2 separate regions of the Oryza sativa genome follow, and region 1 is linked to region 2. The links are chromatin contacts, called in public HiCAR-type maps. All regions are on one chromosome and are shown on one strand. Each heading gives the region's core, a stretch centred on a gene start, on an enhancer-like site or on the middle of the called end of the contact. The rest is flanking DNA. Distances are from core to core; before and after follow the strand shown. Region 1 holds the start of LOC9266065 (serine carboxypeptidase-like 45). Region 2 overlaps LOC4350603 (coiled-coil domain-containing protein SCD2).

The links. HiCAR-type assays count read pairs that join an accessible place to other places.
Region 1: a HiCAR-type map of leaf shows a contact between it and region 2, with 5 times the contacts expected there. The contact joins the promoter of LOC9266065 here to the enhancer-like site in region 2. A contact is called at or near these places in 10 of 15 Hi-C or Micro-C datasets (leaf, leaf mesophyll, panicle and 2 more) and 3 of 4 datasets of contacts at active chromatin or transcription factors (all in leaf).

What each region holds. Positions count from the first base shown.
Region 1 is chr11:20,771,635-20,775,253 of ASM3414082v1, forward strand. LOC9266065 (serine carboxypeptidase-like 45) reads left to right here and starts at 2,341. Exons shown (of 10, transcript XM_015760358.3): 1 at 2,341-2,854; 2 at 3,226-3,327; 3 at 3,470-3,565. The coding sequence starts at 2,581.
Region 2 is chr11:20,729,484-20,733,194 of ASM3414082v1, forward strand. LOC4350603 (coiled-coil domain-containing protein SCD2) reads left to right here. Exons shown (of 17, transcript XM_026021445.2): 16 at 55-181; 17 at 922-1,368. The coding sequence ends at 1,112. Among protein-coding and RNA genes, the nearest start is that of LOC4350603, 14 kb to the left of the region's middle. Within about 2 kb of position 2,183, at least 14 of the 15 cell types and tissues checked have open chromatin away from gene starts, as enhancers often do. A contact at or near this core is called in leaf, panicle and seedling, where this site is marked.

The sequences.
Region 1 (3,619 bases), core at 1,091-3,590, 42 kb after region 2:
TAGAGTGTAGACCAGCACCAGCAATTAACAATTTGGGCTATCTGAAGCTGCTGCATCTGAATGCCTGAATGGAATGTTTGGATCAATGTATCATTTTTACAAAAAGTATTATTTAGTAAAGAAATATTTTGCTTTTACAGGTCTCACTGTAGATGTCATTTCAGTATTTGCACTCCTGTATGTATTCCAGTCCACTGTGTAGTATGAAGGAAAAAAAATCACTGTATTGCAAAAAAAAAAAACAGAGACAACTTTATTCCATAGACTTAATATCTACTATATCAATAGCCCTGACAAGAGAGAAATTCATGTATTATTGTAATCTTATTTTTATTTATTCCATTTTTTATATTCATGGCTATAAAATTACAGCTCATATGCAACTCCCTCTAGTCACTTTTATACGATGTTTATGACATAAAATTATTGAGTGATTTAGCGTGATATTGTTGTCCGAAAGGCCAAATAATATTTGACTTCTTTTAGTTAATGAAAGTTTTATTTAACTTAGCTAAACGGAGCCTTGCAAACGAAAAATAATTTTTGAATAAAACTTTTATATACGTGTTATCAGCAATCTAAAAACAAATGCTGAAAAATAAACTTCAATGAAAAAACCTCAAAATCAACTCTAAATTTAAAGTAGAAAATTCAAACTTTAGCTGATAAGGAGAAGCGAAAAAATAAGGCCCAAAATGTTGAGAGTATATACAAAATATCAACTATAGATAGATTTTTTTTTCTAATATTCTAGGCAAGTTCTGCTGTAAACAGTTGAACATCAAGTCCTACATGGCTACCTGGACATTGTTTATGTGATGAAGGAAGTTTGATGACATGGGCGAAATAAAGCAGAGCATGCAAAAGTTGCCCAACGCTTCAGTCTACACTATACAGTTCAGGCCAATCTTTTGGTAGCAGCTAAACTCCTAGCACTAATTAAAAATTGAAGTGTGTTGCAGGTAAATGGCACATTTCAAGTACCAACACACACCTGCATCGGACGGAGGCTAGAGATCACAACAGCCAAAATACCAACTTATTTTATCATTTTATATAAACCGATGACTTTGAAACCTGTTCCTCGTTAGTCGTTGTACTATATGTATTACAATATTATATACTACCAAAACTGTCTTTATTTCTTTTAGAAAAATAAATTTTCAGCTTAAACCTCTGCTTATGAGTTATGATATATGCTCAGTGATTTTATATCATCTACTACCTCTGTCCCAAAATATAGCAACCTAAGACTGGATGGGATATGTCCCATCCAATCCGAAATTGTTATATTTTGGGACGGAGGGAGTAGCTGTAATTAGTTGAGATGAATAAAAACTTCCTTTATCTTAAAAAAACTAAAAATGATAATGTGAAGTAAGCAACAATGTCCACCATTTCTGCACAATACAGGACTACATATGTATATATTAAAAATAAGAGTGATACTGTGGAAGCCCTAGCTAAAAAGCCTACTTTCTGTAATGCAGCAAAGGCTTTTGCTCCATGGGTCCATCTTGTCCCTCTCCTCTCCTCTCTTTCTCTCTCTCTCTCATCATGTGACCCACTAAACTAAGCATTTCCTGTTCATTTTTTCCAATGTGAATTAGTATAAAATTGCATCACTGAGTGGATCAATGTGTAGACAGATGTGAGCATGTTCATTGATCTCTAATAGTACTGCATAAAAAGGTTCCAAAAATGAAGAGATTTTCATGTGCATACTCCTATATGGTTGACCTTTACTTGGTGAGGTATATCTAATAGTATACTCCACCTTAGGCATTCCAAATAAAATAAAAGGCTAATTTTGAATCCTATGTAATTAAATTAAGTGAGTGTACCTACTGTTTTGTCAGTGTCTTGTTTGTCCAAATTATTCACATGTTGCCTATGTTTTTTTAGCACATTGCTAGATCTTTATCCTTTCATAATACTCAGTGCAACAGAGAGAAGCTCAAAAGGAACAGAAAAGTTTTTTTTTTGGTAGTACTGCTTTGTTCACAAAATGCACCCATGAAGGCATGAACAATGTGATCTGAAATGCTAATGTTCATATGTACTACTTAACTTTGCATTTGCTGTTTTGCACTGCATATGAAGGCTGCCAACTGCCAATGACCATCTAAGTTTTCTGAATCTTGTCATGCATGCTTTGAGTGGCTGTAGGAACAAACTGACTTTCAGGAGCAGTTAACTACTGTATTTATCTCCAAACCTGATCCTGATAAGGTGCATAATTAATGGAGCATTGTCAGACAAACCCAATAGTCCAACAAAATGTACCTTTTATTCTCTTTTCCTCCCCTATATATATTCTAATGCAGCCACATGCTCTCCAAGCAAAGAAAAGGCCTTGCCTTGCTGCATCTGTATCTGCTACTACCACTGCTAGTGCCACTCTCCAACACTCCACTGAATCATTCATCTTTTGAAGATTTTTTTTTTTACCTCTCTTCCTCCTGTGCTCTCCTCTCAATGCAAAAGAGCACACTTGACTCTTGCCTTCTCACCACCCAATCTCTCTTGCTCTAAGCTCTAGTTCTTCATCTCTCTTTCTCTATCACTTTCTTGAAGACAATGCAGGCTCTGGTGAGCTCCAACAGGAGGCCATTGGCCATTGTGGTTGCAGCACCAGTACTCCAGATGCTACTAATTGCTGCATTGCTCCATCTGGGTTCTTGCAATGGAGGAGACAGGATCGAGAGGCTACCAGGGCAGCCTGAGGTGAGCTTTGGGCAGTATGCTGGCTACGTTGGTGTGGATGACAAGGGCCGGAGGGCTCTCTTCTACTACTTTGTGGAGGCTGAGCTTGATCCTGCCACAAAGCCCCTTGTGCTCTGGCTCAATGGAGGTGAGTTCTTCTAGTATTCTTGGATTGCTGAATCAGAATGTGGAGTTTGCTCTTCTTGGGTGCACTTTCTTCTTCTTGGTCTTCCTGGTTTTTAATTTTCTTTCTGTTTCTTGCTTTACTGAACTAAGTTTTTCAGCCTTCAGTTTCTATCTTGGTTTCCTTTCTTTCTTTCTTTTTTCTTTCCAAATTTGTTCTTTGAAATTTTCTTAGCCACAACTGACTCATCTTGTGGGTTTTTGAGAATGTTTTTGCTAAATTTGTTCCTTTTGACTTGTTTCTTCATTGAAATCCTTGACCCAATTTTTTACCCATTTCTCTGTAAATTTTGATGGTTTCTTAAAATTGCTCTGATCCAAAATGTTTATTTGCAGGTCCTGGCTGTTCTTCACTTGGTGTTGGAGCTTTCTCAGAGAATGGCCCATTCAGGCCAAGTGGGCAGGTGCTAGTGAAGAATGAGTACAGTTGGAACAAAGGTGTGTGTGAGACCATGAGTGCTACCTCACTTACCTTTTGTTTGTGGCTTTGCATGCCAATTCCAATTTCTTGAACCTTTTGCTGGATCAAGAAAGCTGAACATGTTTTAACTGTTTTGGTGGTGGTGCTGTTACTCTGCAGAGGCCAATGTGATCTACCTGGAGACACCAGCTGGTGTTGGTTACTCCTACTCTGCTGATGCTGCATACTACCAGGGTGTGGATGATAAGATGACAGGTACTGATTTTATTTTACTTTTACCTAAGTTTATGGTCTCTCTTCTCTGTTTTT
Region 2 (3,711 bases), core at 933-3,432:
GTACTTCAGTTGTTATTTGCCAATGCAAGTGACCATTTATTTTGGTGTGCGCAGGCATGGCTCGTATATTTCTGGAGAAGGGCTAAAACCCATAACGTGGAAGATGATATTGCTGAGGAGCGGTTGCAGATGTGGATTGATCGACATGGGCAGCAGCCCACCTCACATGATGCTGTAGATGGTGTGTGCTTGGCGACTTATACACAGCTTACTCATAGGATATTTCTGCTTTATTTCATTTGCTAGGAAAATATACAAGCTGGCAGAAATAATTCTGCTCCAAAAGTCCAATACCTGAAATCAAATACATTGCATAATGAAAGCCAATATATTTAATACATGCAATTTAGTGTGTCTTTGAAGTGCCAGGTACCATTATCTTAAACCACAGATTCACAATTCAAACTTGCTTCACAACAAGTTAAGACATGCACAGTGTACTATCTGAATGCACCTTTAGAGTATCTTATTTAAAATAAACTTGCTTGATGTCATAAGTTAACTGTTCATTAGTTGAAAAGTTCACATACTAGGAATTATATTTTTGCTTCCAGTCAAATTTACTGGCGTTATACAGTTTTGTTCATCTACACATTGTTTTATTACAAATTTCTACCTGAAATCTCTCTGTGTTTTGCCCTTTCCAAACGTTTGCTGTCGAAAATGTCGGCTTTTAGCAATTATTTTCCTTTTCAACATCTTGTTTGCATATATATGTCTTTGCTTCTTCAATAATCAGTATGGCATCTTTTGATGATTGTCATGCTCTTTAGACTGGCATTATATCGCTATCCTGAGCTGGAATTTTGAAAGTTCTCTCATTTTTTCATGAAAAATATCAATCTAGAAACAATTTATTTGGGGGTGCATCTGCATTCCTCCTTGCCCACTCTTGACACTTGAGACACATTTTTATCACAGTTGATATGGGTATACGCGAGCTGAGGCGCCTAGGAATCGAACAGCTACTATGGGAACTTTCGCGGAGAGAGGCGAACTCTACCAAAGAAGAGGAGCTGAACAGCACCAAAGAAGAGCTGAAAAACACCACCACAAAAGATGAGATGGACACCACCAACGAGGAATCGTCCGATGTCGAGGATCTGACCTAGCAGCCTCAAACAAAGCTTGCACTGGGTCTCAGACTTTCAGTTTTTCCCCCTCTGTGATGTACATGAACCGTAGAACATTACAAAAAAAGATGTTTCTTGTTTATGATTTTGAGTTTTTGTTACAACATAGTAGTCGATTGATTCTTTTTTTGGTGTACATAACTTGCATCCCCAACCCAAACAGTGTTGTTGACTTGTTACAGCATCTTGAAAGGATGCATATTAAATCAAATTGTGTACTTTCCATAGGCCTAAACATATATAGCTGCTTGACTTGATGTTTGTTGTGTGTGAGTGACAATCAAGGGAGCCCTTTTGCTGTCCCCATTTCAATCCAGCCGAATTAGCAGTAAACCTAAGTGTCCAGTCCTGTCACTAGTCTCACTTTCGGCTGGAAATTTTAACTTTGATTAGTCTCATTCTTGCCATGCATGTTACTAACATGTTATTGAAATGTGTTTGATTCCTGCTTGATATTTGTTTCTAAAAAATTGGACCAAGATTGTCTCGAGATCTGTACTAGAGCATGTCTCCTTCTGGGGATTTGCTAGAATTTAAAAAACTGTGTTTTGTTTTTCAATGAGGGATTGTTTTTATGTGTTTGGCAGCATCATGTATTGAATGGATCCATAATTATATCAATCTGCTGTTGCTGCAGCAAAGGATGGGGTGGTGGTGATGATTAGCGTGGATGGATCGGGACCACACGATCCCCATCCGATGGCCTCCAGTGCTCTCTGCGGCGGGCACTGATTCACACATGACCAATCCGAGCTGATCAATCGTTTTTGAAACTTTTTTTTGGCTATTTTTTTTCAATTCTTAATTCGGATGAACTTCAAATTGCAGAGATCGAAATCGAACTCGTGAAATCTCTCTTCCACACGGAGTATATATACTTCAGCTGAGCATTGGATCTCGCAATACCATCATGAGGCGCAGGCGCCTTTTTGGCACCGTGTCACTGACAGGTGGGCCCCCACATGAGAGCCTGGGGCCCACGGGCCAGTGGCACGCCTGAAGTTGGGTCGGGCTCTTTTTGTCGTACAGGGAGGGTCACGTGCTGTATGGTAAATGGACTTCCGGTTGATGACGTGGCGGGTACGCGATGATGACTCGCATGGGACAGGGACCACTAGATCTTGATCCAATGGCCATGAGCTCCCCCCTGGAGGCAGCATCAGCAGCCACGGCGGCGTCATTTATCCACTGCGAGGAAAGAGCAAGTTTAATAGTATAGCCGACTGCTGTTTTCAAATTATCTATATATAATCTAATAGTCTATTTATAGAATAGTTGACTATAAAAATATAGTACACCATTAATACCCGAATATGTAGCCCGTTTTCTTCTATCTCTTCTCTTTTCTTCTCGATATGTAGTTATAGCTGGTTTATAGCCTGATATTGTACCTGCTCTAACTCCCAACCTTTTCATGTGCTTTGTGTTTTCCGAACCGCTACATAGTACTTCCTCCGTTTCTAAATATTTAACGCTGTCGTTTCTAAATATTTAACGCCGTTGACTTTTTTAAATATATTTGATTGTTTGTTTTATTTAAAAAAATCTAAGTAATTAGTAATTCTTTTTCTATCATTTGATTTATTGTTAAATATACTTATATGTATACATATAGTTTTACATATTTCACAAAAATTTTAATAAGACGAACGGTCATACATGTGCTAAAAAAATAACGGTGTCAAATATTAGAAACGGAGGGAGTATATTTTTTTATAAAAATTTTCTATATAAAAGTTATTTTAAAAATCATATTAATTTCTTTTTTAAAAAAGATAATACTAAATTAATTATGTGCTAATGAGTAGCTCTAAGTAAGCGAGAGATTAGCTCCTATCTTAGGCCCTCTTTGTTTAGGTTTATAAGCCAACTTATAAGTCGAAAAGTCTAAGTCTAAACAAACAAACAACTTTTCCGTTTGGCTTTTTTGAAGCCATAAGCCACTCTAACACTATTAAGCCAAAAGCTAGGTTGGAGAAGCTTTTTGGCTTATGTGAGGTAGATGTATTACTTAACCACTAAACTTAGTACATTAAATCCACTGGCTTATAAATCATACTTCCTCCATCTACTTTTGATAGTCATATTTTTAAATCTGAAAATTTTATTTTTGATAGGCATATTTCAATCCAACAACCTATCATCTTAATGATTTTCTCGAATTTAATGCATGACTCTCCATTCTTCCACACATGATTGGCTACATGGGCTCTAAGAAATGTAAATATTAATGAATCGCTTGTTTACGAGGAATGACTATACCATGCTTAAATGAATGATAAGTAGAACTACTTATTCTTGATCTGTGTGTCAAGATAAAATATGACTATCAAAAATAGATAGAGGAAGTATAAGCCAATAAACTGACTTAAAAGTCTAGGTCAATAAGCCTAAGCCTAAACAAACAGGGCTTAAGCTGCCGGACACAGCCTAAAGTAGTAATCCCTCGTTCGACGGCTCAGCAAAATCAAAATATTCAAAATTTATCCATGTATTAGCCTTAGGTGGGATGCACGCATGGCTCTTGGGTTTGTATGATGATTTAATGGTACTACATGCATGCAAAGGAGGCTCTGGT